Regions from separate parts of the Mus musculus genome. Here regions 2, 3, 4, 5 and 6 are each linked to region 1. Evidence: chromatin contacts called from public HiChIP or PLAC-seq, Micro-C and promoter capture Hi-C data. All regions are on one chromosome and are shown on one strand. The core of a region is the stretch at or near the end of the contact, and the rest is flanking DNA. Distances in the headings are between cores, read along the strand shown. Region 1 holds the start of Baz2a (bromodomain adjacent to zinc finger domain, 2A). Region 2 overlaps Lrp1 (low density lipoprotein receptor-related protein 1). Region 3 holds the start of Lrp1 (low density lipoprotein receptor-related protein 1). Region 4 holds the start of Nab2 (Ngfi-A binding protein 2). Region 5 holds the start of Smarcc2 (SWI/SNF related, matrix associated, actin dependent regulator of chromatin, subfamily c, member 2). Region 6 holds the start of Rdh1 (retinol dehydrogenase 1 (all trans)).

Region 1 (5,044 bases), core at 683-3,182:
GACACTACAAGACCTGCAATCTCACCATTTTGAAATCTATTTAAGGCTATTTGCAAGGAGGTATTTCTATAGTCTAATGACTATTTACAAACCAGCTGGAGTTGGCCTGGGGAGGAGCCTACATCTATAAGTTTCACCTTGTAAGGTTGTCCACTTGGGGTAGAGCTCTGGACAGCTCAACTCCCAATTCTGAGCTCTGTGACCTAAAGGGCTCTGGGAAAGGTTCCTGGGGTGGAGTAGAGGCTTGAGCTTCCATCTGTCTATGACGTCCTTGGCTCCAGTCCCTCCTGTGTCAAGATTAGGACAGAAGGTGGCGCCCCTGAGTTGCCTGTTCTTGGTAGTTTGCTCTTGGAGCTTGGGTTGGGGGAAATGCTGTTACCGGGTGGGGACAGCTCCAGATCCTGACTCGAGTCGGCAAAAAGCTGATAAAGACCTAAGAGTACACAGGTCACCTCTTTCTGCTTTGTCACCCAAGTACAGACTTGGAAACTGATATTTTAAAGGTCATTTCCATCCCGGTGTTCGTGTTCTCTAAGGTTTGTAGAGAACCTTTCTCTCTCGCTAGCTGTAACTCTTTGTTTCCTTCATCCTTTACTGTCCCCTTCAACCACAGTCCTAAAGTATTAATATAGTTCTAACCTTCCTCCATATTTCTCCGGTCGGCCCTGTCCTCGCCTCCTCCCTCTCTCCACCCAATGAAAGCCCCGCCCTTCCCTCCTCCCTCCCACCCCAGTCTGTCATACAGGGACATCACCCTACAGCAGTTCAGGCTGTGTCGTTCGCAGGAAGCATACATTGGCTTTTTTGGGGTTTGCGAGTTCCCAGCCCATAGTTGGACAGGATCCAACAGTAGCCTTCAATTGAAGCAAGACCCAAGGACAGTGAGAATCTGGGTCCTAATCCTGAGTCCTGCCAGCCTGACATGGGTAAGTATGATAGCTGCCCCTGGGAAAGGCCTGAGGGATGCCCAGCTCCCTCTCTGGCTGACTCAGCAGGGGTGGGGCCTAACCTTTGCTCTTTTGGGGGAGTGAAGGAAGAGAAACGGACTGTGGGGGGGACACGGGGCTTAGCTGGTGAGCTGCTGAGCATTGGCAAGCTCCAGCTCTAAGGAAGAGCCTGGGGTTGTATCTTAGGTTAGGGCTTCCTTCCTCACCCTAGAACCCCCCGCTCCAATTTAAGTGCAGAGATTCAAGTAGTATTTTACTGTATTCATTACTAGTTCAGTCTTGGTCTTGTAAGAGATGCTTCCCCTCCCCCTAGTTTCTCTCGGTGTTTCTTCCTCCCCCCTTTAACCCACCACCGGGTCGGGGCTGCACTGAGCAGCTGCTTCCTGTTGCCCCAGAGGTTGCTGCAAGGGTGGTGGTGGTGGCTGGGGCCAAACCGAGCAATGAATAAAGTCGATTCTTAGCCCTGCATCAGCCTCACGACCCTGTTACGGATGGCCTCCACCATTGACAGGACAGAGAGCGTTTTGCCTCTGTGGTTTCCTGATTCCAGATTTGTACAGCTGTAGTACGGATAGGGCCGGGAGAAGCCTGTTTACCTAGCAGGGCGCTGTGCGTGACCCCGACATGCTCTCGGCCTTGAGTTCCCTCTCCTGCTCTCCTAGGCCTCCTTGAATCTTTGTGGCTCCCACTGTCTCTCCAGCCTCCTTTGTGAATAAGTCTTAGCTGGGCGCCCCGTGCCGGCAAAAAGAGCTCTTCAAGTACTCCAGTTCAGACCCACCGCTGTCCCCAACTACGCCGCAGAAGTTTCTGTCTTTTCCTGCATCTGGGATCCTTCCTGGTTCTGGCCCCTAGGAGACGCCACCCGCCGTCCCCTCCCCCAGCGGAGCCTTCGCGACAGCCGTCCCTGAGCGCTCGTCCTCACCCGGGTGGCTCCTGCCCCTTTAAGCGCCGCCCCCCCCCCCTCCGCCGCCGGCCTCGGGCTGGGGGAGGAGGCGCCGCCGCCCGGCTCGGCCACCTGCGCCGCCGCCGCCGCCCGGCCCGGCCCTGCTTCAGGTGAGGCCCGGCATCCGCCTCCAGGCCCGGGGTCCAGGGCAGGGCGTCCCCGCAGCCGCTTCCTCCCCTGGGATCCAAGCTCTGACCTTCCCTGCGCCCGCTGCCCTTGCTCTCTCCCCCGCCCTGCCTCCTCGCCCGTTCCTCCCCTGTCCTCTGCGCCCGGGATCCGGAGGCTTCTCACGCCTCTCCGCCATCCTCTCCCGGGAACCCCTCCTATTCCGGCCCTGGATCTCCCCTCCCCCGCGCCTCCCTCGCCAGAAAGCTCTCCCGCGGTCTGGGTTTCGCCTCCTCTTCTCTGGAACTAGCGCTTTCCCACGCCATCCTAACCCCGGAGGGGGGGGGAGATAACCGCCACCCCAACCCCTCTCCTGGTAGTGCGGGGGGCGGGGGGTACGACGCACGTTACGGGCGCTGTCCGCCCTGCTCCGCTCACCCTTCAAGTTCAGCTAAGTCTCACCTAAAGCTTTTCTTGCCGAGTTTGGGGTCGGACCCGAGCACCGCCCCCTGATCTCGGTGGGAAGGGCGCTCGGCCCCGCTGGAGCTGGCCCCTCCCCCTAGTCCGGGCGCCGGGGGCAGCGGCGCTGCGGGAACCTTGTGATACTCCGCTTCAGCGGCTGTTGCGGCAGAACAAGACTGGGGCTAAGTCTCTAAGGGATTGGGGGTGCTGGGTAAGGCAAAGGAAGCCCAACCTTCTCTATTTCAGGTTACTCCAGAAAACAAAACAAACAAAAACCCCGAGATGTCACTGTCTTATATGCCTATCATATGCCCAGCTGTCCGTTGGGGAATTTGGAGACTAAATCCGAGGGGCGCAGACCCACTTGGAGAAGGGGAGGGGTTACAATCTTTTTGGCATATTATGAGAGAACCTAACCTTACCAAAATACGGTGAGATTGTCTCCTCCGAACCTGAGTGCCGAAAAGGAACCAATGGGAATTGCTACAGGGCCAAGAGCTGTGGCTAAGGCAAGATCGGTTCAGTCATGGAGTGGGAGGTCTTTATAATTACCCTACCTTCAATAGGAAATACTCTTTCCATCCAGCTGAGCCCCGAGCTCCTTCTCTAGTGCCCCTGCCTCCAGAATTAGTAGAATGGGTGTCAGGGTTTGTCTTATACTACTCTGAGTCACAACTAAAGGTGCTGGGAAGGGCGCAGTGTGTGTGTCCTGTAGTGCTTAAGGTTGGATGCTTGGAGTGTCTTGAAGAGGAAAGGGAAGGTACAGCTAGGATGCATACCACCATCTCATAGCCCCAGCCATCTGGCTCCAGAGTGGCTGGCACAATGACAGCTGACCCAGAGACAGGGAGGTACAGCAGGAACTTGGAGGGTGAGAAGGCGGTGGCAGGTGTTTATCGCCACTTCACGTCTCATCATCCTCTGGCTTGTTTTGTGGGAGGTTCAGTCTGTTCCCCAGACACTCTTCTCACAGGTTGCTAATAAAATGACCGTTGGCCCCTTTCTCTTTGGAGTAGCTTCTTGAAGGGAGGCTTGTTGGCTAACCAGCCACATTGTTATGGGGATTGACAAATGTTTGGGGACACATGGGATCAAGTCCGCTTTTTTGCGTTCAGATTTGGCATGGGGGTGGGGGGCAGGTCACAAGTGTTGTATGTTAAGGCACCCGGCAAAAAGTAAAAAGCTTTGGGGCGTATTCCCTGCCCACCTTTATCCTTCAGAGAGTAGGGAAGATCGCAGCCTAGGTGGGATAAAGCGATAGGAGCCCTTCTGTACCAGATGAAAAAACGTATTATGCCCTGTTTTTCCTCTTCTAATATCTGGTGGTCTTCTATCTTACCTCTTTCTTTACTGGCTCAGGGCAGGGTTTGGGCCTAAAAGTAGCCGAGGTTACTAGGCCTGGGGCTCGGAAGGGGTGGGAACAGTGGGGCACAGGAGTAACCGGCTCTTCCGGAGCCAGCGGTGGGTGTGTGTGGGTGTGTGGTGATGAAGCGAAGGGGCGTGGTCACGGACGTCTGACTGGCGCAGGCTCCTCCTCTGCGTGCCCTGTCTCAAACTGGTTAGCCCCGGGTGGGAAGTAGGAAGAGTCATCTGCCCTGGAAAAAGGAGAGGACAGAAAGATACCAGCTTTCCTCTAAATCTGTCTCTTCCCTCTCCTGCCCTTAGGTGCCAGTTCCAACCTAAGCTTTTTTTTTTTTTCTTGGTGGTGGTGGGGTTACACATTTTTGTTTGTTTGTTTTTTGAGACAGGGTTTTTCTGTATAGTCCTGGCTGTCCTGGAACTCAGAAATCCACCTGCCTTCCCCTCCCAAGTGCTGGGATTTAAAGGCGTGCGCCACCACACCCGGCCACACTTTTTTTTTGGCCTAAGTTTACTTCTCCTTTCTCCAGGGCGTGGAGGTTAGTGGGCTTTTGGAAAGATAAGGTGTATCCCCCCAGGCGACCTTTGTCCTTTTGTGTTTTTTCCAGACAAAGTCTCACAATGAAGTCCTGACTAGTCTGGAACTGGATTTGTAGACCGAGCTGGCCTTGAGCTCACAGGGCGATCCTCTCCTCTATGCCTCTTCAGTGTAGGAATGAATTACAGGCGTAGGTTGCCGTGACTGACTTTATAAACTCATTTTGACAGGGGAGAGAGATTTTGTTCTGTCTCCTCCTTCCCTTAGTAATCTACTTAGCTCTGTTGAGGGAGAGGAACCATGTGCTGAGCCCACATTTTTGGCTTATCTTAAAGAGATCTTCCTTTTGAAACCTATCTGAACTTTTTATAATGATGGGTGGGTAAAGCATCTCCCACACTCAGAATCCCTGTCTGGGGTAAAGACATTGGCGTTAGACTGCGGGTTTGGTTCAATCAGACTCTGTCCACACCCAGATTTCCAAGCTCTTGGGATCCCCCAGAGAAAAATGTATTTGTTGACCCCTCAAAACCAGCCAGAATCTTGTTTCTGTGTGTCGCTCTTTCTAAGTCTTCAGACTTAGCTTTGCGTAGTTTAGGCAATTGTTTACATTCTAAAACTACATTTCATTGATTTGAATGGGAATTATGAAGCCAGAAGTCTTGAATTGGAAGGAAGGGGAATGCAGTT
Region 2 (5,044 bases), core at 830-3,329, 510 kb before region 1:
TGTCTTCCCAGGCCTGGCTCCTGGACTACCGTGCCCGAGTCCACACCTGAGCACGTGGCATTGGATTCGTCCTCGCTGTTGCCACAATCATTATCCCCATCACAGAGCCAGCGGTTGGGGATACACCGGTTGTTCTCACACTTGAATCGGTCCGAGGGACAGGTGTGTTGATCTGGGGTTTGGGGGAGAGGTCAGGGGTCAGTGAGAACCGACTCTCTGTTCTCACGGACACATATGCAGAGTCCCACTGCCCTGTGCAGGCGCACATCCAGTGTCCCACTACTGGGCAGTGGCACACATCCAGGGTCCCACTGCCCGGCCACCCAGGATGGGAACAGTGACTCACGGCACAGTGCTGGGGCCTCATCGCTGTTGTCCAGACAGTCGTTGTCTCCGTCACACTTCCAGCGCTCCTGGATGCAGCGGTTGTTGGCACAGGCAAACTCGCCCGGCTGGCACTGGGGTGGGGGCACGTAGGATGGGTTCGCTGTGGGCACCACAGGAGTGTGAGGGGTAAGGTCAGACCCAGGCCACGGGACAGGCGCTAAAACCCCTGTACTTCTCTTCTGATTTACTGTTTTCTCCGTGAGCAGATTATTCGGTTCAATACGGTAAGGGGGACTACACCCTGCCCTGGCAATGTCTGTATCTCCCTGTGGTCTGAGAGTAAAATAGTTCTACAGGTCACAGAGATGTGCTTGGTCCACTGCTGACTCTGAACGGCCCCTAGGTGTCATCTCAGGAGCCCCCAAGATCCTGTCCTGGACTTGGTCTTTCACAAAGCCATTGACTCCACCTGGTAAGTAAACACAGATCCCCAGATCTCTGCATGCTCCACTCTTCCCATCCCCAGCTGCAGTGGTACCTCTCCATCACTGTCTGCCTTAGCATCTAAGCAGACCTTTGGTGTAGTCACCTGAGCTTTGCATTCGCTTTTCTCACCCAGTTTCTAAAACCTCTGCAGGGTCCCATGGGTCACCAACGCTCTCTCCTCTACTCCGTGGACCACAGGGCCTTGAAGGTGGTATGTGTGCTCCTTGTTCCGCACAGCCGCTTCTTAGCTGTTTTTCCCTTCCTTTCTAGAAACCAGTGCTGACCTGCTCAGGCTGCTTCATCAAGACTAAGGATGCTCTGCTCCTGGTCCACTGCCACCTTCTCTACAACCAGTCCTGGCTCTGTTTGTTTGTTAATTTTTTTTTTTTTTTTTTGTATTTTGAGACAGGGTTTCTCTGTATAGCCCTGGCTGTCCTGGAACTCACTTTGTAGACCAGGCTGGCCTTGAACTCAGAAATTCACCTGCCTCTGCCTCCCAAGTGCTGGAATTAAAGGCGTGTGCCGCCACACCCAGCTGTTTATTTTTATGTATATGAATATACATAGCTGTCTTCAGACACACCAGAAGAGGGCATCAGATCCCATTAAGGATGGTTATGAGCCACCATGTGGTTGCTGGGAATTGAACTCAGGATCACTGGGAGAGCAGTCAGTGCTCTTATCTACCGAGCCATCTCTCCAGCCCCTTGCCTCTATTCTTAATGATGTCAGTGTTCACAAAGACAGTTCCAGTGCCCTGGCCTTTCACACCCTCTGCTTCTCCCAGCCCTCTGTCTTGTTCTCAACAGGACATTGATCTCTACTGAGCCTTTTTTTTTTTTTTCTTTTTTCTCCCTTTTGTATTTCTGTTTTGAGAGCAGATTTCATTATATAGCCCTGACTGGCTTGGAACTCTCTGTGTAGACCAGGTTGGCCTGGAACTCACAAAGATCCACGCACCTCTTCCTATTGAATGCTGAGATTAAAGGTGTAGGCCACCACATCCAGCTACTGATACAGTTCACTCCCAGAACTGTGATAAAAAAGTTTATTCCAGCTATGAGAAAGTGTAAGTATGTGATCAATACAAAAGGGTTAATAAATAAATGGGGTCAGACTTTCATATCGGGATGCCTGTGTTAACTTGGACCTCAGTTTCAACCCTTGTAAATAAAAAAATGCTGTCCCCACAGAGACGTGTTAGAGGACAAGTAAGCTACTACATGGGAAATTCTTAAAACCACACATAATGTATGCTTAGTGAATGTTGGCTGTGGTTATAAAAAAAAAAACCCAAAAACCAACACACATCAGCAGAGAAATGGCTGAGTCAACAATGGAACATTTACTAAACGGTACAGTTTGGCCACTAAAATCGCTGCTTAGCAACGGAAGCAGGGGCCAGAAGAACATGCATGCAGCAATGCCCTTTTATGTAGACATAAATGCACACAGACATATTGGGGAGGAGTCCCCCCTAAAATGGCATCAGGGCCTGGTAGGATGTTTTTCTGCACAGCACATTTATTCATTGTTACAATGAATTGTTACATTGTTACAATGAGTACCTACTTTTTTTTTTTTTTTTTTTTTTTTTTGATTTTTCAAGACAGGGTTTTTCTGTGTAGCCCTGGCTGTCCTGGAACTCACTCTGTAGACCAGGCTGCCCTCGAACTCAGAAATCCGCCTGCCTCTGCCTCCCGAGTGCTGGGATTAAAGGCGTGTGCCACCACGCCCGGCGAGTACCTACTTTTATTTTAACCTTAATTGTGTGTATGGTGCTGGGAATTTGACCTAAGGCCTTACCTGAAGGCCAGCATCCCTAGAACCCTTCTTATGTTTAGGAGATCAAGGCTATTTAAATCATGATCTTAGGGCCTGGAGAGATGGAGAGGCAGTTAGGCACACTGGCTGCATTTCCAGAGGACCCAGATTCCATCCCCAGAACCCACATGGTGGCTCACCACCCTCTGTAACTTTAGTTCCATGGAATCTGGCACCCCCTTTTGCCCACCCACTATGGGCACTGCATACACATGGAACACAGACATACCCGCAGGCAAAATACCCACCAAAAAGTAAAAACTAATCAATAAAATCATGAATGTAAGGAACTGAAGGTGTAGCACGTTGGTGGAGTGATTATCTAGTGTATATGAGGCACTGGGTTGATCCTCAGTACAATAAATAAATAGTAAGGATAAAACAGAGAATACTGTGGCGGGTAAGAGCCGAAAGAGGCAGGAGATTCATGTACACACTGGATGAGGGCTGTGTATAAAACAGAACTACCCACCTAGGGAAGAAAGTACCTCGTGTGACTTACCACATCATATTCATGTTCACTGGTTGGATCAGGGTTTTTATTTCTCCTTATTTCCTTTTTAAATTTTTGGTTTTGAGCTAGAATATCCATGCTGGACTGGAACTTATAATCCCCCTGCTTCAGCCTCCACAGTGCAGGGACTCTAGGCATGTATACCTTACCCGGCTAATTTACAGAATTTTTCCAGTTTTACTTTTGATTTTTTTTTTTTTTTTTTTTTTGACAGGGTCTTATTCTGCAGCTCGGGTTGACCTGGAATTCTCCAGGCAGACCATTCTGGCCTTACGTTCACTGACATCCACCTGCCTCTGCCTCCTGAGTGCTGCTGTTAAGGAGTAGTTCCAGCCTATAGTGTTCTGAAATACTGTTATTTTACTGTAATGATAGCCAAAGCTAAAATGAGTTAAGAATAGTTCCTTTCTTACTCGCTGTCTCGTTCCTCATTCACTTGCCCCATCTTCGTGCCCTCAGAACTACCCCACCCCCAATCCTCCTTTAGCCCCAGAGCCTTCTCTGAACCCTATCCCTTGCTTCCTGTCAGCATCTCAGGGCCCCCTCTTTGCTTCCTTAATCTCTACTGGAAACACAGAGAACTCCCCTGCCCTCTGCCATTCTTCTGCTGGAGCTACCTTCCCACCCTTGTGCAAGCCAGGCCCCTCATACCCAAGCAGGTGACACCATCTGTGTCCAACACCTGGTCCTCGGCACAGGCACACTGGCGGCTCCCGGGGGTGGCGAGGCACAGGCTGCTGCAGCCTCCGTTATTTACCCGGCATTTGTTGGTACCCACTGCAGGAGAGGGCAGGAAAAGGATGGGGAGGCAGGGTCAGGAAAGGAAAAATACACAAAGTGAGGAGACCAAAGAGGAAGTCGGGAAAGGAAGGTTGCGTTGAAAGAGAGGGAATGGAAGTGAATGGGGAACAGAGGCTTCTGGGAAGTCTTTGACATTAAAGCCAGGGGTCCCACCCTACCCACCCGCCATCCCCAGCCCATAAAGGAGCACCTTGCTGCTGCTGCGCGTCGTACATTCGGATCTCAAAGATAGGCGGTCTCTCGCTGCGCAGAAGGGTCACAGTGGGCGGTGCGCCTGCCACGCCCCGTTCCAAGCGGTAGACGCTGCCGCTCCGGTACTCGGTCCAAAAGAGGTAGTTGCCATGGTGACACAGGCCGAAGGCATGATTCAGTTCAGGACCCTCATATACAATCTAGGAATGGAGGTGATGTTTCTGAGGAGAGGAGGGCAAATAGAGATTCCCAAGGGACAACTAGGGGCCCTGGTGGTGCTGGCTCCATCAGGTGACTCAGAAAGGACACTGTCCATACGGACCTCTCATAAGGCTGTTCAATATGTCATTTATGTGTTTCTCTCTCTCTCTCTCTCTCTCTCTCTCTCTCACACACACACACACACACACACACATGTATGAACACACATGTGCACTTGCGCACACACATACACCAACATTCAGCCATTTATTTCTCTACCTAAGCAACATTTATTGGGATTTATTATGGGCTGAGCTGTGATGGGTACTAAGAGCACCATTGTCCTATGGAGGGCATATGTAGGTAATCTGTGGGAAGAGGGACCTGGACACAATCTTCAAGAGAAAGAGAGCCAAGAAGAACTAGGGGGACTCCCAGGAAGCCAAGGCTTAGGGAGCAGAGGCCTATGATGTTCTGGAATAACAAGCTGTCTAGTGCAGCTTGTTCATAGAGTGTTGAGTTGTGGGGAGTAGGAGACACAAGATGGTAGAGGTGCCCAGAGCTTTATTGTGAAGGGCCTGACACACCAAGACAGTTTGGCCCATATACCTAAAGGCAAACACAACTCATGAACCAACGGAGTGAACAAATATGCATATATGCTACCCCTTAGCACCTTACATGTTGCTGCGTGACTAC
Region 3 (5,044 bases), core at 1,513-4,012, 470 kb before region 1:
ATGATCCTTCTCTGCCTTTTCCATCCTCCTTGGCTACAAATGTATCCAAATGTGTCTACCAGGAGGAAGTGAAGCCTCTCACCCCATAAGGCAAAGGACTCCCGGATGAGTTTCAGACACAGAGGGAAGAGAGTATGGGGCGGTCCCTAGAGTTATTCCTGAGCAACAGGAAGGGCAATTAGAACTGTTAGGTAGGTCGAGGCAGAAGGGTCCTTCTCTAGAAAGCCAAGACGAATGTTCAGTGTCTAGAGGGCTTGGCTAAGAGCTCCAGAATGCACGGGGTCTACTTTTCTACAGGTTCTCTCTTCCTCCCCAGGAGGTAGTCCTTTCTCTCGGACTGTATTTCTTGCCAGAGATGGAACAGGGGGCATCCCGTGCACTAGGACAAATACCCTACCACTGACCTTTATCCCAGCCCTGAGAAACTGTGTGCAGAGCTGAAATGAACTGGAGACTTAGAGGTACGCGGCTAGAGACAGTTAAGGGGAACGTGTCAGAGTTCCTCATTCAATGACCACCTATCAACTTAGCCCAGCATTTAGGGTCTTGGGGGTTCTGCTTCCCAGGACCCAGCACTGAATGAGCCACACATCTCCACGGGCATCTTTCCCTTCTACCTGATTCCATCCACCCTCCTCCACAGGGCTTCTGGCAGGTCCATTTCTTGCTTAATACATTTTCTTCCCAAAGCTCTTTGCCTCAGTTTCCCTTCTTCTCCCATCCCAGCTCTGAGACCAAGAAGAAAGCACGGGATGACGTTAGATGTGAAGGACAGAGGGTGGCTGCACAGGCTTGCCTGACAGGGCAAAGTCTCTTTCCTCATCGCAGGCAGAAAATTAGGGGTGGCAGCTAGACAAGACAGTCCCCGACATGACATGACTGAAGGCCACTGAGTAAACTGTTTTCCTGGGCACAGCTGCCTCCTGACCCTCTTGTCCTCCTCCCACAACTGAAACAAGTTAGAGACAGGGGTGGGGGAGGATACATAATCTAGTTTCAGAGAAAAACTTTCCCAATCCCGGCCTGGCAAGCTCTTGAAGGCAGAGGAGGGCTGTAAGATGCTACGAAGCTGTTGTCCTCAGTGAGAGGCAAACCTGACAGGAAGTCACAAAATCTCACCCCTTCTCAAGTTAGGGACCCAGCCCAATTCAACCCCATGACCCCAGCGTGAAGCCTGGGCAAGTCTTGAACTGGGGACTCATGGAAGAGGAAAAACAGCTGACAGAAATAGGGACGAGGGGCATGCAATTCCCCCAAAACAACACAGCAGCCCAAACCTAACTAATATACAAAGTGTATGTATGAAGTGAGACAGGGCTGGGCTTTACACATTTACTAAATGAGCAGGATTGGGGGCATGGTCATAACCCCCATCCCAACCTCCAACTCTCCTTCCAACCCAAACTGTGATCAAGCCTGAAATCGGGGAGACAGAGCTTCCTCTGAACCCCTCCCCAGCGTTCCAGACCATTCTCCAGTCTCTTCCAGAATGATGACATCTGACGTTTTTCCTCTCATCTTAAAGCTCCCAGGAATTAAGAAGGGAAAGCCAGCCATAAGCGTCACCAGACCCCTCCATCCCTCAACCGGGCTCCTGACTGAGGCCCTCAGCGGGGAGCTGCTCACTTCGGAACCCAGGCAGGCAGCCCAGGATTCTGGACCCGGGCCTCCATGCCTGGGATGCAGGGCTCATTCCACACCCAAACAGGGGGCCCTGCCTATCCCCACCCACAGCTTTCTCGGCCTGCCTGCCCTTTGGCCAGCAGGGCACCCCTAGCCGGCTTTGCCTTCCAGCCTTCAGAGTCCACTGCAAAAGGCCCTCCGCCCCCTTTTGCAGCGGTACACAGCAAATCCGGATTCCTTCACAATTCAGATGGGGGTGGGGGGGCGGGAGGGTGGAGGATGTAGGGGAGGCAGAGGCCCTCCCGTACCAGAGATAGGAAGAGAAGGCCTCTTAATCCCAAGATCAGAAAAAGGGGGAGCCCTCTTTTCCTACCCAGGCCTCTGGTCTTTGTCTGAGCTGGGGGGCCCTGGAAGCATCATTTGTCCCAGGCTCCCATCCCCCAAATCAGACCCCATCCCCGCCCCCAGTCAGGCCTCTGCTGTGTCAGCTGGACTGGGATAACAAAAGGCACCCCCTCCCGCGTCTCCCTTCCCCATCCAGACGCAGGAGTGGGGGTTGGGGAGGGGGAGCCCCCAGGGGTCCATGGGGGCCGCCGGAATCTCACTCACCATCCATAGTGGCCCCGGAGACCAGAGCTGAAAGCAGCGGCAGCAGCAGCAGCAACGGCGGGGTCAGCATGGTGTGGGCCGATGCAAACAGCAGCCCCCACCCTCTGGTCCTGTTACTTCTTGTCCTCGCCCCCCCCAATTGGGGGGTCCCCCTTTATCTTCCTCTCCCCGACTCTTCTATTCTTATCCTTTCCTTAAGCAAAGCGAACCAGGGGCATAGGTGAAATGGTACAGTTCCGAGCCCCCTGGGAAGGGCCTGCTGACGCGGGTGCGCCCCCTGCCCCCAAATTCGAACCCTTCACCCCTGCTTTACTCCTCGCTCCTCTCCCCCTCCCAGGGCGAAGCTCACAGCCCCATCTCGGAGCCGCCTCTGGCTGCAAAAATGCACAATTGGGAGGAGGCGGGGTGGGGGGTGGGGGGCGTGGACCCGATGGGGGTGCCTTGGTAGGGGCCTGATGGAGCACTAGGGGCTCCCCCGTTTCCGCCTCCTCAGTGCACTGGCCTGGAGCTCGCACCGCTGCTCCCCTGACTGAAGTGCCGCGGGGGGGGGGGGTGGGGGGGAGGAGGGAGGGGGGTGTTCAGAGGGGAGAGGGAGGGGACAGGGAGAGGAGGGAAGGAGGGAAGGGGCGGGGAAAGAAAAAAAGAGGTGGGGGGGGGGGGAGAAAGAGCTACGCGGCAATCCTGACAGTGCGCATGCGCTGATTTGGCGCGCTGCCCTGGGGAGGGGGAGTCGGAGGCGCTACAAGCTTTGGAGTTCTGGGAAGCGGTCCGAGAGTGGGAGTCCCCGGGCACCCTGTCCTCTAACTGCGTCTACCTCATCCCAGCGCTCCCTAGAGCCGGTAGAGCCAAGGGTGGGAATGGGGTAAGGGGCAAGGAGAGCTGCGCTCTAGTGCCTCTTTAAAACTCTATGTCACACCCCAGGATTTCAGATCCCCTCAGTGGGGTCCCGAGCCGCTGTCTAGGCGGAGGCCTGATTTCCTTGGGGAAACCCAGACAGTGCCTCCCTAGCCTAGGGTGGGGGCAGGGGTGGCCGGTCCGCCGGGAAGGTGCGGGAAAGGCTGAGCTTTGATTTGGAGACTTTGTAAGAACCGGTCTGGGATTGGGGCCTGCGTCCTCAGGAGGCGGAGTGAAGGAGTGGCCACATGGACCCGCCCCCACCTCGCTCCAGGGCTCAGAGTAAACAGGGACACCCGCGGGGACACGCTGCAGCTTGTCGGCCCGCCTTGGGCTCAGGGATGGAGCCCACCTTAGTACCCGCCCAGCCCTGCTCGCCTGGCACGGGGCGCAGGAGAGGCAGGCTCTGGTTTGGAGAGAGGTGACTCACCAGAGGGTGGGGTTGGGGTAGAGCCATCCCCTTTCGCCCTGAGAGGTCAGGCTCGATTTTTTTTTTGTTTGTTTGTTTTGTTTTTGATACCTTCTGACTGGCCTCCCACCAAGTCAGGGTTTCAGATGCCAAACTACAGGGAGTTGGAATGAAGGACTCCAGAGCTCCGCTACCAGACACCAGTCCTAGGGGGCTGTGTGCTGAGTGCCGGACCTTTGTCCCCAGTCTCAGTCGGTTTGGGAACGGTACTCTGGAGTCCAGAAAGCATCGGGCGGTTCCTAGGGCCGGCGAACGTGCTTCCGGCCACTGCCCTCTTGTGGGCGACGTTTGAAGACTGTAACCCTTAGTGTCTGACTTTCTCTGTGACCTGAAGTGAAAGTTCTGGAAAGCTCAGCAGGCGACATCCCTGGCTAGAGATGAACTTTAAAGACCAGGGACCAGTACACTAACTCCACAGGAGTGACCCCCACACACACTCCAGCCTGTCACTGGCAGAAAATAGACTTGTCCATTAATGACTGAGAGCCTTTCTTCAATGAGAGCTTATGCGGCTCACGGACAGGCTAACTGTATAGTCTCCCAGGCTGGACTCTCAGGATCCATCTTTCCTCCGTCCAGTTTCCAGCCTGTGCTCAAGTAGAGGCCTGATGTCTTTCTTCCTTTTGAAATATACTGAAGGTTTCCTCCTCCTCCTCTTCCTTCTCCTCCTCCTCTTCTTCTTCCTCTTCTTCCTCCTCCTCCTGTTCCTCCTCCTCCTGTTCCTCCTCCTCCTCCTTTTTTTTTTTTTTTTTTTTTTTCTAGCACAGGGTTTCTCTCAGCAGGGGTGGTCTGTTATTCTTTTATCCAGCTTCCATGGCCTAATACAGTGCCAGGCCCAGGCATGGAGTCACTAAATATTTTTAGTGGATGCTCACAGGCTTCTGCTAGGTCTCCACCCAATATTGTGGTCCAAGCAAAATCTGGTTGAAACTGACCTCAGGCAACGTTGACAGGGAAAAAAAAAAAGATATCAATAGCTACCATGCAGCTTGTAGCCTGAGAAGGCTAAGAGCCTGCCGCTTGGCTTACACAGATGAATCTTCTTCCTGACCTTCTCACCTCGCGTCTCTTCCATGGACCTGTCCTGGGTATTTCCGATAACACTCATCCTTTTATTCTTTGTCTCAGTGGCTACCCTTCAAAACAACAACCACATTAAAAAAGAAAAGAAAAGAGAAATGAAGAAAAGAAAAAGGAAGAAAGAAAAAAGAAAGAAAGAAAAGAAAAGAGACGTGGGGCTGGAGAGATGGCTCAGAGCTCTTGCTGTTCTTACTAAGGTCCTAAGTGTCCAGCACACACATTGGGTTGGCTCATAACTGTTTGTAACTCCAGCTCCAAAGGGTCTGATGCCTTCTTGTGGCCTCCATGGGGACCTGCACACAGGTGCACACTTCTACACACAGATATGAATAAAAAAAATTTTTTTAAAGACTATTTTATTTGGGGGCT
Region 4 (5,044 bases), core at 1,724-4,223, 430 kb before region 1:
GGGGTCTCACCTGGATCCCTTCAAGGAAGAAAGATAGGTGCTCTCTCGGGCTACTTGTCGGGACAGTGAGAAGAGTTCTACCCTTCGCAGTAAAAGAGTGTTGTCCCTCATGCAGAACTGGGCAGCAGCCTCGTTGATGGTCAGCTGTGGCAAGAGGACAGCCAATGTGAGTCCTTGACTTTCCTACTGTTTTTTTTCCCCTTTACCACCACTGGGAGGTCCATCCAAAGACTGTCTGCTTTAAATAATACCCAGGAACTGCCTGTACTTAAAGACAGGGGTGGGGATATTGTCCCTATCAGGGCCTCCTGCACCTAGGATGTGAGCAGTGCGGGGCTCACTGCTATTATCTCAGCTTCCCTTTGGGTGACAAGAACGTAAAGCAGCAGCAGGGGTTGGGTATGTGTGAGTGTGGGGAAGGAGCTTGGGTGGTCGTGGGGACAGTCATACAGAGGTGGAAGACGGAAGAAGTCTCAGAGGCAAGTGAACTGAGCCCCAGGAGTGAAGGGCAGCCTTGAGGACCCGGGGTCCTCACCTCATGCAAGCTAAGCTGTTTGCCCTCCCGCCTTTTGGAGTCCAGGCGGCCGTAGATGACGCTGTACTTCCGGATCTCCTCTTCCTTCTGGGCGTCATGATCGTCCATCTCAAAGATGTGCCCCACGCTCCGCGCCAGCTTCTTATTCAGCTTCAACAGGGATGCGATCTCTCCAGTGTCACCCCTGGGGAAACTCCGGAAGATCCTCTCCACACTCTCCACCACCATTCGCACCATCTCTGGTTCCAGGCGGTCTGGACCACCCCCTGCACCACCAGCTGCCACCCCCCCAACCCCAGGCCCTTCAGAGACTCCTCCCCCTGCAGGTGGGGAGAAAGGGGGAGACCCGGCCTCCTCTTCTCCCCCTGCTCCAACATCAGATTCTGGAGTGCTCTGGCCTGGCCAGATCCGGGGATCCCCTGCCCCAGGTCCTCCAGGGAGTGGCGACAACTTCTCTCCAAGTTCGAGGGGACTCTTGGGGCTAAAGCTTCGAGCACTGCCCGCCTTTTCTCCTGGGCTGCCGTGCCCATTGCTCATGCTCCCTTTCCGGGTACCAGCTGTCTCAGAGATCTTGAAAAGTGGGATGCTGGAGACGGGCACAGCAGGCACTGGTTGGCTGAAGAGCCCTGGATTGGTGGCCCATTCTCTCAGAGCCTTCTGTAGACGTCGGACATGGAGTGGTTTGGTGGCCATGCCCACGAGTGCCATGATTTCCAGGAACTCCTCCTCGCCAGCCTCACACAGCTGCTGTACATCATCTCCTCCCTGCTGGATGAAGGTCTCGTAGTAAGAGAGGAGGTTGGCGCGTTGCAGGACCCGATACAGCTGTAGCTCACCCAGTGTCCGAGGCAGTGCCATGGCTGGGGCACTTGCCCTGAGGAGAAAGGGCAGGAGAGAGGCAGTGAGTATGAGTGCCCTGCTGGGGTACCAACCCACACTAACAACTGCCCTCTTTCCTGGACAGTGCCCTCCGATCCCCAGGAGCACAGAAGGCCGGTTGCCCGACCTAAGCTATCAGGAAAAACGCTTACCTCGTCTTTTACTTTGATCTTTCTGGTCTGGGCAGCACCATCTTGAGCCCTGAGACTTTTCATAACTTCCCTGAAATGGCTGGACCCACTTCCCTCCCAACTAAGTCCTTACCTCTTCCCCCTAAATACTCAGCAGCCTCAACATTACTTAATGTAACATCCCATATTAAAGTTAACTTAGAATACTAAGAGCTATTGCTGGCAGCTGTACTCCTTGGCCAGGTAGCTGAGAGGGAGGGGTGTGGCCTCTTCCTTGGCATTTAGGGAACCTGGTAGACCCTTGCTCCTGTTCTTCGCTTCCAAGGATTAAAGCACCCTTCCTAGACTCTGTCCCAACTTTCCAAAGGCTGCCCAGTTCCCTTCAGTTACCCCCTCTCCTTTGATTGATCCTTCCTACTATTCAGCAGGCCCCTCTCTTCTGGGAAAGGGGGAGGGAAGCCTTGATTGTTCTGCTCTGGGGCCCTTCTTCCCACACACTCCCACAGTAGCAGCGTCTGTGGGCGAAAACCGCCTGGGGGCTCCCGCCTACTCTCCTCTCGCTTGTTTTCCACCCTTATCTTCGACAAGGGAGTGCGGGAGAGGTTGAAGGTCTCTTGAGGAAGGGGCTGCACCCCTCCTCACCCTGTGAATGGTCATTTCACGGACAAGGGAGGCCTGAAGCACACCCCCTTCAGGCCCGCAGATGCTTAACTCAAAGGAACCACCTTCTCCCGGATGCCTGCTAATGACACACTGAGACAGCTAAGAGCCGCCACCCCTCACACTGTTGACAGATCAAGCTCTGGAGCTTCCCCTGGCTGGGGGGACATTCTTTGCAGGGGGCTCATGTGCCAGGTTATGCCCACTGAGTAAACCTGGAGTGGAAAACGAGGCAGTACTCTATCGTATCCAGGTTCATCGGGTCTTTGTTTGCTTCCAGGATCCCCTATTTCGAATACTCACCCCCTTTTCCATCAGTCTCCACCTCCCACCTCCGTCCCGCTTCCCCACGTCCTCTTTTCGACCTCCACCCTTTAGACCCCATTCCGGAGTCCAACTCCACCCATCTCCACTCCCTGCCACCTCCTTTTGCCCACTAACTTGAATCTGGGTTGCGGGGTCCGGCGTGTGTTATCCCCTCTGCCAGGTGGCTGTTCCGCTGTGGGAGAGGGAGCTCTGTGCATGGACGGCCAGAGATCACCAGTGCCTCCCCTCTCGGTGCCCGGCGCCTGCTGCGCGCTGCTCTTTGCCTGGCGCGCGCGGCCCGGGTCCACCGCTGTCCAGGCTCCGTCCCTCCCTCCACGTCTTCTCTCTCGGAGCCTCCGCGCCTCTGTCTGTGCCTCTGCCCCCACCTCCCCGGCTGCGCTTGCCGCCTCTCCGCGCCTCCTCCCCCGCAGGACGCACAGGGAGCGAGGCCCGGCGCTGCGCTGGCTGCCGGGCTGGCGGGAGGAGGGCGTGGGCAGAACCGGGGGCTGGGACCGGAGGCGGTGGGTGGGAGCCCAGGCCTGAGCCTTGGAGAGGCTGCTGTGGAGACTGAGAGGAGGAGACTTGGGGGAAGGGGGGGGGGGGGAGGTGTGGAGGCGGAGCGGGGACTCAGGAATCGGGCGCTGAGTTGGGGACCGAGGTGACCGAGGCCGAGCTGTGGAAGGGGGAGCTTGGGGACCCAACGGGCGGGGCAGGTCGCTCCTTGCCGCCCACGCCGGATGCACAGCCGGCCCTCTCTGCGCCCACGTACCCACGTGAGCGCCCCGCCGGCTACATTCCTACTCCCTGCACCACTCCTACTCCTGTGAGCCGAGAGCGCAGTTTCACAACCACGCACAAGTATACAAAGACACGCGCACGTACGTGCACACGCGTCCAAACAACGACGCGGACGCCCGTTGGCCGCACTCTGGCCGCGCCGAGCCGTTAGTTTGAATGTTAGAAGTGATGGGGGAAAAGTTAGCGAAGGGTCGGGGTGTGCTGTTCCTCCTGCTCGGCTCCCCTAGGATGTATCCTTAGGGTAAACCTGTTAGCGCGGGGCTGCGCAGGAATCCCTTCGGTATCTTAACACCGTTCTCTGGCCTAAAGGTTGTAATATGAAGAGGCGGCTCTCAAACCTTGGTCGTAAGTTATACTAGAATCTACTATTTACTTGAGCGTTGGTTAGGCACGTCGGGGTTGCTAGGTAGAGCCCGGATGGGTTTACCATGTTTTCGTGGCACCCTCTTTTCTGATGGCCAGGCCTTACTGCTTGGACGACTAGATAGCAAAGCCAGGAAAAGGCAGGTACCTTCTCTGAGGTCATGAGTTATTGAACCTCTCTGGACAGTGAAGTGGAAGCTGAGCAAAAGGCTAAGAGTAGTCTACGTGACTGTCCACCGTGGAGGACCGCCTTCAAGGAGCCCAACCCCCTCGGTTTCTTCTAGTCCCATCTGGTTCCCATTACACGCCCACGGCTAGGAGGGTTGGGGGGGGGGTATTGGGCACGCGGGGGTTGTGTAGGCCTTTGGGGAAAGGGAGGGTGGGGGTGGAAAGCGTGGCCGACTGGCCAGAGGAAACGTCCCTCTAGTTTGAAACCTCGGCTCCGCCCCTCTGCTCAGCACTTGTGAGTGGCTTGCCCCAGCAGGGCGTGGGTGGTGTGGGTCGGGGCGGGTTCTACATTCCAGATTCATTCCAGACTGACGAGGAGGGGGATCTCTTGGTTTCCCGAAGAGGGATGGGTACTTTAGGAGGAACGATTTCAATAGCTCAGGTTTTTGTCTTCCAAACATACTAGGGATTGTAGGAAGGTGCAGGGTCCTTCTCCCGACCCTTTGCTACTAAGGAGGGCGCGACTAGACGGCCTTTCCTTCAATGTGTGCGGCGCCCCTCCCCCACTCCCCCGTCCGGTTATTTTGGAGTCTGGGCTGCCAGCCGCTGGCCCCGGGTTTCCTCGTGCCCCCGCCCTCCCCCCTGCCCACGCTCCCCGTGACGCACATCCTTCGCCCACACTGCCTTTGCTCCGGGCGCCCCCCTCCCTCCCACAGGTCCCTTTAGGGTGGCGCTAAGTCCTGGGGTCTGGAGAGAGGGAGGGCAGCTAGTGCCGCGGTAGGGGGTGGGGAAGCTTGGGGCGTGAAGCCGGGGAGCCGGAACTTACTGTGTGCCTGGTCCTGGTCCAGGAAAGAAGACGATGGAGAGACGCCGAATCTGAGGCCTTGGCTCCCGTGTTTGGGACCAGGAGGGAAGGAGAGAAGATAGATTTCGCTGAGACACTTGCCCGGGTCCCTTTGTGGGTCAGAATGGGTCCCGATGAGAACCTGAGTGTGAGAGTGAAACTACGGAGTATCATTTGTAGCTTTGTTCCTCAAGACTTGCCATGAGATTTAAGTAGAGCGCCTGTGTGGAAATTGTTAATTGTAGCTAGTCAGATCGAAGACTATTGACAGCATTTTGAGTTTATGTGTTTGTTTCTTTATATCTACTGTGTATCTGTGTCTGTGGATTGTATCCGAGTCCTTGTGTGTGTATTTTAAAA
Region 5 (5,044 bases), core at 1,497-3,996, 370 kb after region 1:
GCCTGGTCTCCAAAGTGAGTTCCAGGACAGTGAGGGCTATACAGAGAAACCCTGTCTCAAAAACAAAAACAAAAAAACCAAACCAAAACAAAAAGGCTCTCTCTGACAAGTGGTAGGTCCACTACACACTCATCCCTTTTAAATCATGGTATGTTTTAAAACATATTTAGAAGGCAGAATAGATAGAACTTTTTTTTTTTTAATGGAGGAAGAGATTCCTTGCAAAGTGGGTGTGGTGGCCCATCCATATAATCTCAGCACTTGGGGACAGAGGCAGAGGGATTGCCACGAGCTGAGCAGGCCACCCTGGGCTACAGTGAAACTGTCTCAGAAAGGAGATGTGATGGTTTGTGTATACTCTGCCCAGGAAGTGGCAGGATTAGAAGGTGTGGCCCTGTTGGAGGAAGTATGTCACTGTGGGTGTGGGCTTTAAGACCCTCATCCTAGCTGCTTGGAAGCCAGTATTCTGCTAGCAGTCCTCAGATGAAGATGTAGAACTCTCAGCTCCTTCTGCACCATGCCTGCCCAGATGCTGCCATGTTCCCACCTTGATGATAATGGACTGAACCTCTGAACCTGTAAGCCAGCCCCAATGAAATGTCGTCCATAGAAGAGTTGCCTTGGTCACAGTGGATGTTCACAGCAGTGAAACCCTAACTAAGACAGCAGACAAACAAGAGGACTCCTTGCAGGAAACTCACTGAATGGTCATGGAAGGGTGACAGGTTCCAGCTGGCGTGACAGTGATCAAGCACCTTAAAGAGGAATAGCTTGGGGAATGCAGAGGATTCCTTAGTGATGGTGGCTGCACAGAGGGTAGGAAGGACTCTCAAGAAGCCATAAGCAGTCATATGAAGGTGGGAAATAAGGTAAAAATAAACCAAAACCAAAACCAAAACCAGAGCCGGGTGGTGGTGGTGCATGCCTTTAATCCCAGCACTTGGGAGGCAGAGGCCGGCGGATTTCTGAGTTCGAGGCCAGCCTGGTCTCCAAAGTGAGTTCCAGGACGGCCAGAGCTATACAGAGAAACCCTGTCTCAAAAAACAAAACAAAACAAAAAACCAACCAACCAAAACAAAAAACAAAACCCAAAAACAAACCAAAAACCAAAACCAGGAGCTCCATGAATTCTCAGAGATCCTTTCCTGGAGAAGGTTTTGCTATGCAAGAAATGAAATATAAAAAGAACTGGGTAACATGAGAGGGTTAGAGCCTGAGAAAGGAATTCCCTTGCTTGGTTAATATACACAGATTTTAACCAGCCTCTGGTGCCCAACAAATCCTCAACGTAGGCCTCCTCCTAGTCCCGTGATACCTGAGGTTATCTCAGGAAAACTCAAATGAGGGCTAGGGAATGTAGCGAAACAGAATGCTTACCTATCGAACAAATTGAACCCCTGGATTCAGTTCCGAGCCGCAAAGGATCCTGGCATGCTCAGGCACACCTGTAACTCCTAGTACTTGAGAGGTAGAGGCAGGAGGATCAGAAATTTAAAGTCATTCTTGGCTGCAAGGCAAGTTCAAGGGCAGCCTGTGCACATGAGTCCCTGTCTAAATTAAAAAGAAAAATCCAAATGAGAAACGCTTGTTTCTGTGTCTCCAGTCACCAGACTTCAAGGCTCCACTTTTGGTCACAAACTCCAAAGATGCCCTGTTTAGAAATCTTAGGTTTGACTAGCTTTCCCAAACAAAACGACTACTCTTCATTGTTATGAAATGTTACAGAATTCTCAAAAATATCTCAAAGTGCCTGGTATCCTAACAGCGAATACAGCGATGCCCAATTTGGTTTGTATGTCACCCTGGTCTAACCTAAAGGAGTAGTGCTGCCTTTTCACTTTCAACCACTCAACTACTGGTTAATAGGAGGGGGGAAAAAAAATACGAAAAACTGCCGTCACGAACAGGATTCGAACCTGTGCGGGGAAACCCCATTGGATTTCGAGTCCAACGCCTTAACCACTCGGCCACCGTGACTCCCAAAACTATGGTTGGCCGCGCGCTTACAGAAAGGGTCCGCACGGGTGACTGGGTGCGAGCGGACCGGTGCAGGGTCGCGGCCCGAGGCTCGTACCCAGAGCCGCTCCCTCCCTCGCACCTTCGCGCCACAATGCTTGAACCTGGGTCGAAGAATCGGGGCTCGCCAGCCGACTCCTAAAGCGGAGGCGACTGGCGAGACCCGAAGATCAGAGGGAGGAGACCCCTCACCTGACCCCCCCGGGTAGCACCAGGGGTGCTGGGTGCACCGGGACGAGGAGCGTCAGGGACACTCGTGGGTTGAAACAGGAATGGTTGGAAGGAACTTATTGGAGCGAAAGAGTTCCACGGGAACGTACGTGCCGGGGGCCACTCGGGGTTACGGGGCGGAGCTGCAGACCCGGGGCTCCCGGCTTCCCCGTGGAGTGGAACAGTAAGCCCCACTGCCGCTGCGAGACCAAGTCGGGGAGGGCTCCGCTGTCCTACAGCCGCGTCCTGCGAGACCCGGGGAAGCAGCCGGGCTGCCGCTGCGGGGAAGTCCGCCGAGCGCGCTCGGGCTCGCCCGCCTCCCACCGCCGCTGCTGCCGGGGTGTCCGCCGAGCGCGCTCGGGCTCGCCCGCCACCGCTACGCAGGGCCGCCGGCAGGGGGCGCTCCGCCGGCCGGGGCCCAGGCGGCGGGAGGCGGCGGTCGTGGCGGCGGGAGGCGGCGGGAGGCGGGCGGAGGAGGAGGCGGGAGCTGAGCTGAGCGGGGCGGGCGGCGGCGGGGCCCGAGCCCGAGAAGATGGCGGTGCGGAAGAAGGACGGCGGCCCCAACGTGAAGTACTACGAGGCCGCGGACACCGTGACCCAGTTCGACAACGTGCGGCTCTGGCTCGGCAAGAACTACAAGAAGGTACGCGGGCAGCGCCGCGCGGGGACAAAGGGCCCCTGGCCGCCGCTCCCGGGGCCGGCCCACCCTGCGGCGGCCGCCGCGCCCCTCCCCGAGGCCTCCCCGCGCCTCCCGCCCGCCCGCCCGCGCCCCTCCCCCACCCCTCCCCCACCGTGCCCTCTGCCCCGGTGCAGCGCAGCGGCGTTGGCGGGGGCGGCGGCGGCTCCGGGCGGCGGCCCGGGCCCGGCAGCCCTCGCCCTCCAGGCTGACCGGTGCCGCCGCGCGCCTCCTCCCCTCCGGTGTGCGAGCCGCGGGGCCCCCGCCGGAGCCCCGCGCCGAGCCAGACGCCAGAGCGGCCCAGGCCTCCCCGGTGGTGCTTTGTGTACGTCCTGAGACAGATGGCAGAGCAGGAGGGTAGACGGGCGCGGAGCAGGCCGTTGAAAAGCGTCTCTACCTGGGGAAATCACCTGTCTCCCAGGGTTACCCTAGTCTCCTTCTAAAGGGCTGCAAACCTCTCAGGGGACAGGACATGGCAGTCTAGGGCAGCAGCCCCTCCAACCCTCCTTTCATAATGAAGTCCTCTGCAAGCCAGCCAGCCTGGCATTGCTTTGGGTTTGAGGTCCAGAGGCTCGGATAAGCTTCATATCGCTAGTCCCCACCCCCACCCTGTAACTGGAAATAAGGATGGGGAACAAAAGGGTTCAAGAAGCCCTATCTATCTTTTTTTTTTTTTTTAACCAATTTTTATTCTTGTGTCTTCATGGTGTCTGGGCTTTTTTTCGTTTTTCTTTTTTGTCTTCGATATGGGCTGCTTCCTCACCAACCCCGGCTAAGGGTTCTTTTCCCTTGCTTTGTTTTACAGCCCCCAACTCTTGCTACTCCAGCCTTGCAGCCAGCCTGTCAGAGTACAGTGGACAGCTTCAGAAAGCTCCACTAATTCTGGTTTGAGTTTAGCCCTGAAACCATTTGGGGTCTCTCTGTTGGGTGTCAGACTCTTGACAAACAGCTGTTGGGTCTGTGACTTGTGTGCACCCTCAGCGTGAGGCTCTGGTTCCCAGTTTTCTGCCTTTGACCTTTTAAAGGGAGATCGGTCTAGGGTCTTGGTGTGAAGCCCCGAAGGCTTTGACAGCTGTGACCTGCTTCAGCTTTCAAGTGCTTAACTCTTTGTCATTTACTTCTCCCTTCACGGATCTCTTTATACCTCCCACCGAGAGGTGCTGACTCTAATTAGGGTAGAGGAAATAAGGGTCAAAAGGTAAAGAGAAAGTAGCTTCCTGGCTCAGTGAACAGAACAGAAAGGTAGGATCCCAGGTAGCAAGGTAGGTATGGTACGGAAGTGTTTGAGTTCACGGATTCCCGGCGGTTGTCTTACTACTTATTTATCAAGCTGGGTGGGTGGTCTGAGATCCTTGCTAGAGAGGAGACCCTACAATGCCAACCATGCCTGGCTTCAGTAGAAGCAAAATGTGCAGGCTTTAGTTTTTAAGTGAGCATGTCCTGCCTCACTCCCTTGCTCTCTTAACACACCATTATGGACGGAAGCCTAGTCTTTATCATGTTTCCCCCAAGAAATACATTGTTGTATCACTTAGAGACTCAAAGGGGTTTTTGTTTCCCTTGAGCTCCATCAACCTTCAGAATTTTTACAGTTGGTTGGAGGTGAGGTGCCGAGATAGCGGTGTCCTGCCATTCCAACGTCAGGGTACAGCCAAGGAAGAGTATAAAGCGTCACTCGCTGCCAGTCCTCAGTCCCGGTCACCTGGGCTGGTGGCAATAGGGTCCAGTCCCTCCTGAAGCCCTCTATATATAAACTAGACCTGTGGAGGGGAAGGCGCAATTCTGTCTGTTCCAGGTGCTTCCAGGAACTCACGGAGAGACGTGGGTGGTGGTAGAGAATTTATCTGGAATCTGTTTTTCTTCCCTTCCCTCCTTCCCAAGTACATACAAGCAGAACCGCCAACCAACAAGTCTCTGTCCAGCCTGGTGGTGCAGTTGCTCCAGTTTCAGGAAGAGGTTTTTGGCAAACATGTCAGCAACGCACCGCTTACTAAACTGCCGGTGAGTTCAAGGGGAGGGGGACAAATCCTCCGAACTGGGAAGAGGTTTTTCGTTTGTTTTGCTCTTTAAAAAAATTTTTTTTCTACGTGCCTGTAATCCAGAATTAGGGAGATTGAGACTGGCGAATCAAAAGTTGGAGAC
Region 6 (5,044 bases), core at 1,204-3,703, 330 kb before region 1:
GCTGTACTGAAATGAGGCCTCACCAGGTAGCTTGTCTCAAACTCACAACCATCCCGCCTCTGCCTGCCAAGTGCCGGAATGATAGACCCGTGTCCCCAACAGGAAGTACATCAGTTCAGATGTGGGTTCCCATACCTGGCTTAGAAGGACATTGAGGGCTAGAATCTGATTTGAATTATCAAGTGTAGCCCAGACCTTTACTAGCTTTGGAGTATGAAGATTCCCGGGCATGGGGAAGTATACCCTTATAATGGAGAGAATGGACATCTCGGGGAGGGCCTGGTGTCCAGGTGACAGATCCCAAGCTAACACCTGTGTCAAGACTGAAGCGCTTGAGACAATCAGGCGAGAGGCATGGCCCTTCCTAGATACTGGTTTCTTGTCTTAGAAAAACAAGATTTAGTTTTCTTTATATGTATGTGGTATACCGTGTGGGTGGCTAGAAGAAGGTATTACAGGAGTTGAAAGTCACCCAAGATGGGCGCTGGTGACTGAATTTGGGTCCTCTGAAAGAGCAGCGAGTGCTCTTAACTACTGAGTCATCCCTGTAGCCCCAGACACTGGTTTCTTGCCCCTCAGCAAAATCTTCATCTTCCCCTGATTAAAGGACGGAATGTTGGGTAAACACGAGCAGGAGAGAAGTCAGTCAGAGTCATGAACTCCTGACTTCTGTCTCTGTCCACTCCTTTGGCTCCCTGAACCCTCTTCGTTCTGCCTCCTGTGGGATGTGGCATCCTGTTCCCCATCCCAGAACTCCCCATGGAAGGTCCTATGGAATCCAAACTGTGACCCTGTCTCATGTCTCCTGAGGGGAAATGCCTTCCTCAATGTCCTGCCAGGATATACATACCACCTTTCCAACTCTTGGAGCCTGGCTGAAGTTCAGGTCCTTGTACAACTGAGGCTTTCTGTTTTTAGAGTGTCTGAGGAATCTGGGTGTGTGTGCAAGAAAGTCCCAGAACAGTAAGGAAGAGGACAATGTTGGCACCCAAGGCTGATGCTGTTGAACAACCAAGCCTTAGTCCATGAGGACCAGTTCCCAGGTGCTATGAAGTCTAAGAAAGGCAGACAGGCCAAGGAGGACTCCAACTGTGTTTTAGCTCTTTCTGTGATAACATGACCAAATGCCTTGCAGAAGCGCCTTAGGGAGGAAGATATATCTTGGCTCACAGTTGCAGGGTACTCAGTCGGCTGGTGTGGGAAGCCGAGGCAGAGCCACTGTTCTTGGTCATTTACAGGAAGTAGAGGGACCGGAATCGAGGGTAGGGGCTATAACCTACAAATGCCCACCACAACTAGTGACCATTTTTCCTTTGCCAGTCTCATCCCCTAAAGATTCCTCAGCTTCTTCAGCCTGCACCAGTGGCCGAGAGACCAGTATTTAAAACAAGAGCTGGGATGGAGACATTCCAAATTCAGGCAGGTCCCTGGTACAGCAACCTATGGCAAAGCTCAACATAGTGCTCGAGGGGTTTGTTAACTTACATTTCCCCGGGAAACTATGCAGGAAAAACTGGCTCATGTTAATCAGAAGCAATCATGGTTCTTAGAGCTCAATATGACTCAGTCATGTCAAGCTAAACCCATACAGTTGGGGAGGGGCTTATACACACCATTCTCTCCTCTGCCAGTAGTTCTGGGGGTTTCCATTCATGGGCACTCCCAGACCCCCTCCCCTTCCTTTCCTGTTTTATATCCTGTGTAGTTCTTTGCCAACTTGACACAAGCTAGAGTTGTCTGGGCAGAGGAACCACACCTGAGAAAATGCTAAAGTCAGATCATCTATAGGGCACTTTCTGGAGATGGGAGGGCCCAGCTCACTGCAGGTGGTTCCACCCATGATGGAATATGCAGGCAGGCTAGGTGAGATACGGAAAGCAAGCCAGTCAAAAGAGTTCTTCCACGGCCTCTGCTTCAGGTTCCGTCATGATAGACCATAAACTGAATTAAACAAACACTTTCACTGCAAGTTGCTTTGGTCATAGTGTTTACCATGTCAATGGGAAGCAAACCAGGACAGTTTATCTTTGAGGTCAGATGCCACATTTGTGACCTTCACTCCCCAGTCCCAGACAAGGCAACTGATACCTTCTTGCCCTCTCTTATGGCATTAGTTTCCTGTGCTCCAGCAAGGAATGACAGTGATTTAGTCTGCCCAAGGAAATGAAATGTTGAGAAATGAATTTTGTTGTAAATTTGTCCAGAGTCCAAGGCTACATTTGCAATAGTGTTCTACCTATGCTCAGATGGGGCCATGGGCACACAGAGCCTGAGCCTGGGCCTTGACGGATGTGGGCCATGAGTCATTAGGCTTAGACGATCTCACACACTTAAGAGGGAAGAAATGAGTGGACCAATTAGAGAGGTGTTTTTTAAGTAGGAGGTGCCCAGGGGCATTTGCTTATCAGCACAGAAAATCAGCTTAAGGACTGGAGAAGTGGAGCAGGATTAAAGGAAAGAAAAGCAAGTTCTAGAGAGAGACAATCAGAGAGGAGCAGATCAGAGAGGAGCAACTGTCATACTTGCCAGAAGTCTGTAGGCTATGCTGCCTGCCACAGTTTTTTGCATTCCTATTACTCTCTGAAAACGGGGCAGGCTCATTTTGTCCTGAAAGCAGCTGTGTAAACCATGTGGCTCTACCTGGTTGCACTGGTGGGCCTGTGGACGCTCCTGCGCTTCTTTAGGGAGAGGCAGGTGGTGAGCCATCTCCAAGACAAGTATGTCTTCATCACGGGCTGTGACTCTGGCTTTGGGAACCTGCTGGCCAGACAGCTGGACAGGAGAGGCATGAGGGTATTGGCTGCATGTCTGACGGAGAAGGGAGCCGAGGAGCTGAGGAACAAGACATCTGACAGGCTGGAGACAGTGATCCTGGATGTCACCAAGACAGAGAGTATTGTGGCAGCCACTCAGTGGGTGAAGGAGCGTGTTGGGAACAGAGGTACCACTGAGATTCCTGTCTGTGTTGCTGGTTTGTCTCCCTGTTTGAAGGGGGCCTCCCCTTTATACTCCCTGGCCAGATCCCTAATGGGGCTTGGGGGCCCTGAAGTAACCCAGTACATCACCTGAGTACTCTCTCTCTTCCCTCTCCAGCCCCTACCTTCTGTCTCCCAAGTGCTCTGGTCTTGGTAAGAAGGTGCCCTGGTGAGGACTTACCCCTTCACATTCCTGTCTCTGCTCTGTCATCTTTTCTATGCAGAAAATCTAGATTGCTGGATGCCGCCTGTCACGTTAGAGCAGGGTACCTTTTGGAGCAGAGGATGGGACTTGGCCCTGGGCTGTGTGTGCAGGACATCTGGAGCCATGCTGGGGTGGATCACTTGAGTCAACAGCATACCTGCTCTTACCTTTCAGCTGTGTCCTCTGTGAAGGGAGACATGATCGTTCCGTGTACAGAGCAGGCCAGAGCAGCTTAAGGACTGACTTGGGGGACTAAATACTAGGAACGGGGTTGCTCTTCTTTGAATATTCTAGTAGTTAGGAAAAAACAAAAAACAAAACGGAGTGGTTTAAAGGAACCTAAGAATAAATAGAAAACATAGTCATTGTTCAAAACACTAGAGAACAGAAGAAATGTTAACTTGTGATCCACAACCTTGTGATCCACCCACCCAGTGGGTAAAAACTAGTAACACTTTGACCTGTATGTGTTAAAGTGAATACATTGTTTTCTCTTTAAAAAGGTGAGGACTTTTTAACCACTTCAATAACGTTTCTTTGAATGACAATATCTAATGAACTAGAAAATCCTAACCTTTAACAATACCCCACTGTTTTAACTTTTGAGTCAGAAACTCCCATTGTTTAGTACATTTATGTTTATGTTTGCTTCTTTTTTTTTTTTTTTTTGTCTCTGTAAGACAGGGTTTCTCTGTGTAGCCCAGGCTGTCCTGGAACTCACTATGTAGACCAGGCTGGCCAAGGTCTACCTGCCTCTGCCTGTGGAATGCAGGGACTAAAAGTAGTGCGCCACTGCTGCTGGGCTTGAGACAGGATCTCTATACAGAGCTGGCCTTGAACTCATGATCTTTCTGTCTCAGCCTCCTTTGCATGGGGATTGCAGGTATGTGTTGCCACCCCCAACTTGTTTCCTACATTTATGGTCATAAGTAGTATTCTTGTAAGCAGTTTTAGTAAACGTGTTTTAGGATTCTAAGAGTAAAGCGTCTTGGTTAAACAGTTTACATCTCTCTCTAGAAGGGCAAGGTATGATTTTTGGACTGATAGGGCACGCGGTTTTTGGACCAATTTTTCTTTTGGTTCTCTTTCTTTCTTCCTTCCTTTCTTTCTTTCTTTCTTTCTTTCTTTCTTTCTTTCTTTCTTTCTTTCTTTCTTTCTTCCTTCCTTCCTTCCTTCCTTCCTTCCTTCCTTCCTTCCTCTCTCTCTCTCTCTTTCTTTTTTTTAAAGATTTTTATTTATATGAGCACACTGTAGCTATCTTCAGACACCCCAGAAGAGGGCATCGGATCTCATTACAGATGGTTGTGAGCCACTGTGTGGTTGTTGCTGGGAACTGAACTCAGGACCTCTGGAAGAGCCCACAGTGCTCTTAAATGCCAAGCCATCTCTCCAGCCTGGACCAATTTTTCAAAGTTAGCAAGCACCACAGTTGCCTTATGTCGCTTAGTTGACCCTGCACGGTGGGTAAAAGTGAAGAGATGCTGTTGAGGGCCACAGCACTTACCAGGTGGCTGCTGGGGATTTGTAGTTTAGTGACTAGACAGACACTCGTCTGTGTCCTGTGGGAGAATGGAGAGAGAGAGAGAGAGAGAGAGAGAGAGAGAGAGAGAGAGAGAGAGAGAGAGAGAGAGAGAGATATGTTTTCTGAGGCAGAGGGTGGGGCTGTGCTGTAGCGTTGCCTGCTCCTTCAGGTTAGCCTTGTATTTTGTAAGCACCTCACAGAAGTTTCTCAGTATCGATGCTGGATGTGTCAAGGTGTGTGGGCCTGAAGACACACCCTCAGGTGGGGGTGCTGTCTACTTTGGTCTTATGCCATTTTTGTTTATTTGGTTGTTTAGAAAAGATCTACCTCCTGGGATTCACA

The links. Promoter capture Hi-C pulls out the DNA fragments that hold promoters and counts their contacts. Hi-C and Micro-C count contacts between places; a contact is called where the count stands out from the background. HiChIP or PLAC-seq counts read pairs in DNA pulled down with a chosen protein or histone mark.
Region 2: a contact with region 1 is called in a FOXA1 HiChIP or PLAC-seq map of pancreatic cancer cells. The contact joins the enhancer-like site here to the promoter of Baz2a in region 1. A contact is called at or near these places in 1 of 39 promoter capture datasets (neural stem cells), 7 of 115 datasets of contacts at active chromatin or transcription factors (astrocytes, bone marrow-derived macrophages, embryonic forebrain and 4 more) and 5 of 9 other capture datasets (adipose tissue, bone marrow-derived macrophages, liver and 2 more).
Region 3: a contact with region 1 is called in a promoter capture Hi-C map of stem cell-derived epiblast-like cells, with 4 times the contacts expected there. The contact joins the promoter of Lrp1 here to the promoter of Baz2a in region 1. A contact is called at or near these places in 6 of 39 promoter capture datasets (the 3T3-L1 cell line, 3T3-L1-derived adipocytes, embryonic stem cells and 3 more), 1 of 484 Hi-C or Micro-C datasets (embryonic stem cells), 13 of 115 datasets of contacts at active chromatin or transcription factors (astrocytes, bone marrow-derived macrophages, embryonic forebrain and 10 more) and 2 of 9 other capture datasets (adipose tissue and liver).
Region 4: a contact with region 1 is called in a promoter capture Hi-C map of liver, with 2.7 times the contacts expected there. The contact joins the promoter of Nab2 here to the promoter of Baz2a in region 1. A contact is called at or near these places in 23 of 39 promoter capture datasets (the 3T3-L1 cell line, 3T3-L1-derived adipocytes, the C10 cell line and 16 more), 2 of 15 datasets of contacts at CTCF or cohesin (the NIH/3T3 cell line and embryonic stem cells), 26 of 484 Hi-C or Micro-C datasets (the Ba/F3 cell line, CD4 T cells, CD8 T cells and 18 more), 29 of 115 datasets of contacts at active chromatin or transcription factors (the 230-238 cell line, the SCID.adh cell line, SST interneurons and 21 more) and 5 of 9 other capture datasets (adipose tissue, embryonic stem cells, liver and 2 more).
Region 5: a contact with region 1 is called in a Micro-C map of embryonic stem cells, with 3 times the contacts expected there. The contact joins the promoter of Smarcc2 here to the promoter of Baz2a in region 1. A contact is called at or near these places in 14 of 39 promoter capture datasets (the 3T3-L1 cell line, the C10 cell line, the HPC-7 cell line and 9 more), 2 of 15 datasets of contacts at CTCF or cohesin (the NIH/3T3 cell line and embryonic stem cells), 24 of 484 Hi-C or Micro-C datasets (the C2C12 cell line, CD4 T cells, the HL-1 cell line and 14 more), 20 of 115 datasets of contacts at active chromatin or transcription factors (the SCID.adh cell line, T-cell acute lymphoblastic leukemia, acute myeloid leukemia and 13 more) and 3 of 9 other capture datasets (adipose tissue, liver and pancreatic islet).
Region 6: a contact with region 1 is called in a promoter capture Hi-C map of liver, with 2.9 times the contacts expected there. The contact joins the promoter of Rdh1 here to the promoter of Baz2a in region 1. A contact is called at or near these places in 12 of 39 promoter capture datasets (the 3T3-L1 cell line, 3T3-L1-derived adipocytes, the C10 cell line and 8 more), 1 of 484 Hi-C or Micro-C datasets (embryonic stem cells), 4 of 115 datasets of contacts at active chromatin or transcription factors (embryonic stem cells and microglia) and 3 of 9 other capture datasets (adipose tissue, liver and pancreatic islet).

Annotation. Positions count from the first base shown.
Region 1 is chr10:128,090,851-128,095,894 of GRCm38.p6, forward strand. Baz2a (bromodomain adjacent to zinc finger domain, 2A) reads left to right here and starts at 1,933. Exons shown (of 30, transcript NM_054078.2): 1 at 1,933-2,000.
Region 2 is chr10:127,584,267-127,589,310 of GRCm38.p6, forward strand. It overlaps Lrp1 (low density lipoprotein receptor-related protein 1), which reads right to left. Exons shown (of 89, transcript NM_008512.2): 14 at 4,143-4,344; 15 at 3,803-3,928; 16 at 347-487; 17 at 47-172. Among named protein-coding and RNA genes, the nearest start is that of Gm16217, 9.4 kb to the right of the region's middle. Within about 2 kb of position 2,080, at least 26 of the 459 cell types and tissues checked have an H3K27ac peak or open chromatin away from gene starts, as enhancers often do. A contact at or near this core is called in bone marrow-derived macrophages and pancreatic cancer cells, where this site is marked.
Region 3 is chr10:127,618,386-127,623,429 of GRCm38.p6, forward strand. Lrp1 (low density lipoprotein receptor-related protein 1) reads right to left here and starts at 2,763. Exons shown (of 89, transcript NM_008512.2): 1 at 2,233-2,763. The coding sequence starts at 2,302.
Region 4 is chr10:127,663,730-127,668,773 of GRCm38.p6, forward strand. Nab2 (Ngfi-A binding protein 2) reads right to left here and starts at 2,974. Exons shown (of 7, transcript NM_008668.2): 1 at 2,647-2,974; 2 at 536-1,409; 3 at 11-144. The coding sequence starts at 2,729. It overlaps 1700012D01Rik (RIKEN cDNA 1700012D01 gene), which reads left to right and starts at 3,394. Exons shown (of 2, transcript NR_045171.1): 1 at 3,394-3,654; 2 at 4,689-5,044.
Region 5 is chr10:128,456,569-128,461,612 of GRCm38.p6, forward strand. It overlaps Smarcc2 (SWI/SNF related, matrix associated, actin dependent regulator of chromatin, subfamily c, member 2), which reads left to right and starts at 2,747. Exons shown (of 29, transcript NM_001372395.1): 1 at 2,747-2,869; 2 at 4,784-4,903. The coding sequence starts at 2,759. It overlaps n-TScga2 (a tRNA gene), which reads right to left and starts at 1,977; the gene lies at 1,896-1,977. Mir8105 (microRNA 8105) reads left to right here and starts at 2,112; the gene lies at 2,112-2,200.
Region 6 is chr10:127,757,310-127,762,353 of GRCm38.p6, forward strand. Rdh1 (retinol dehydrogenase 1 (all trans)) reads left to right here and starts at 2,454. Exons shown (of 4, transcript NM_080436.3): 1 at 2,454-2,941. The coding sequence starts at 2,629.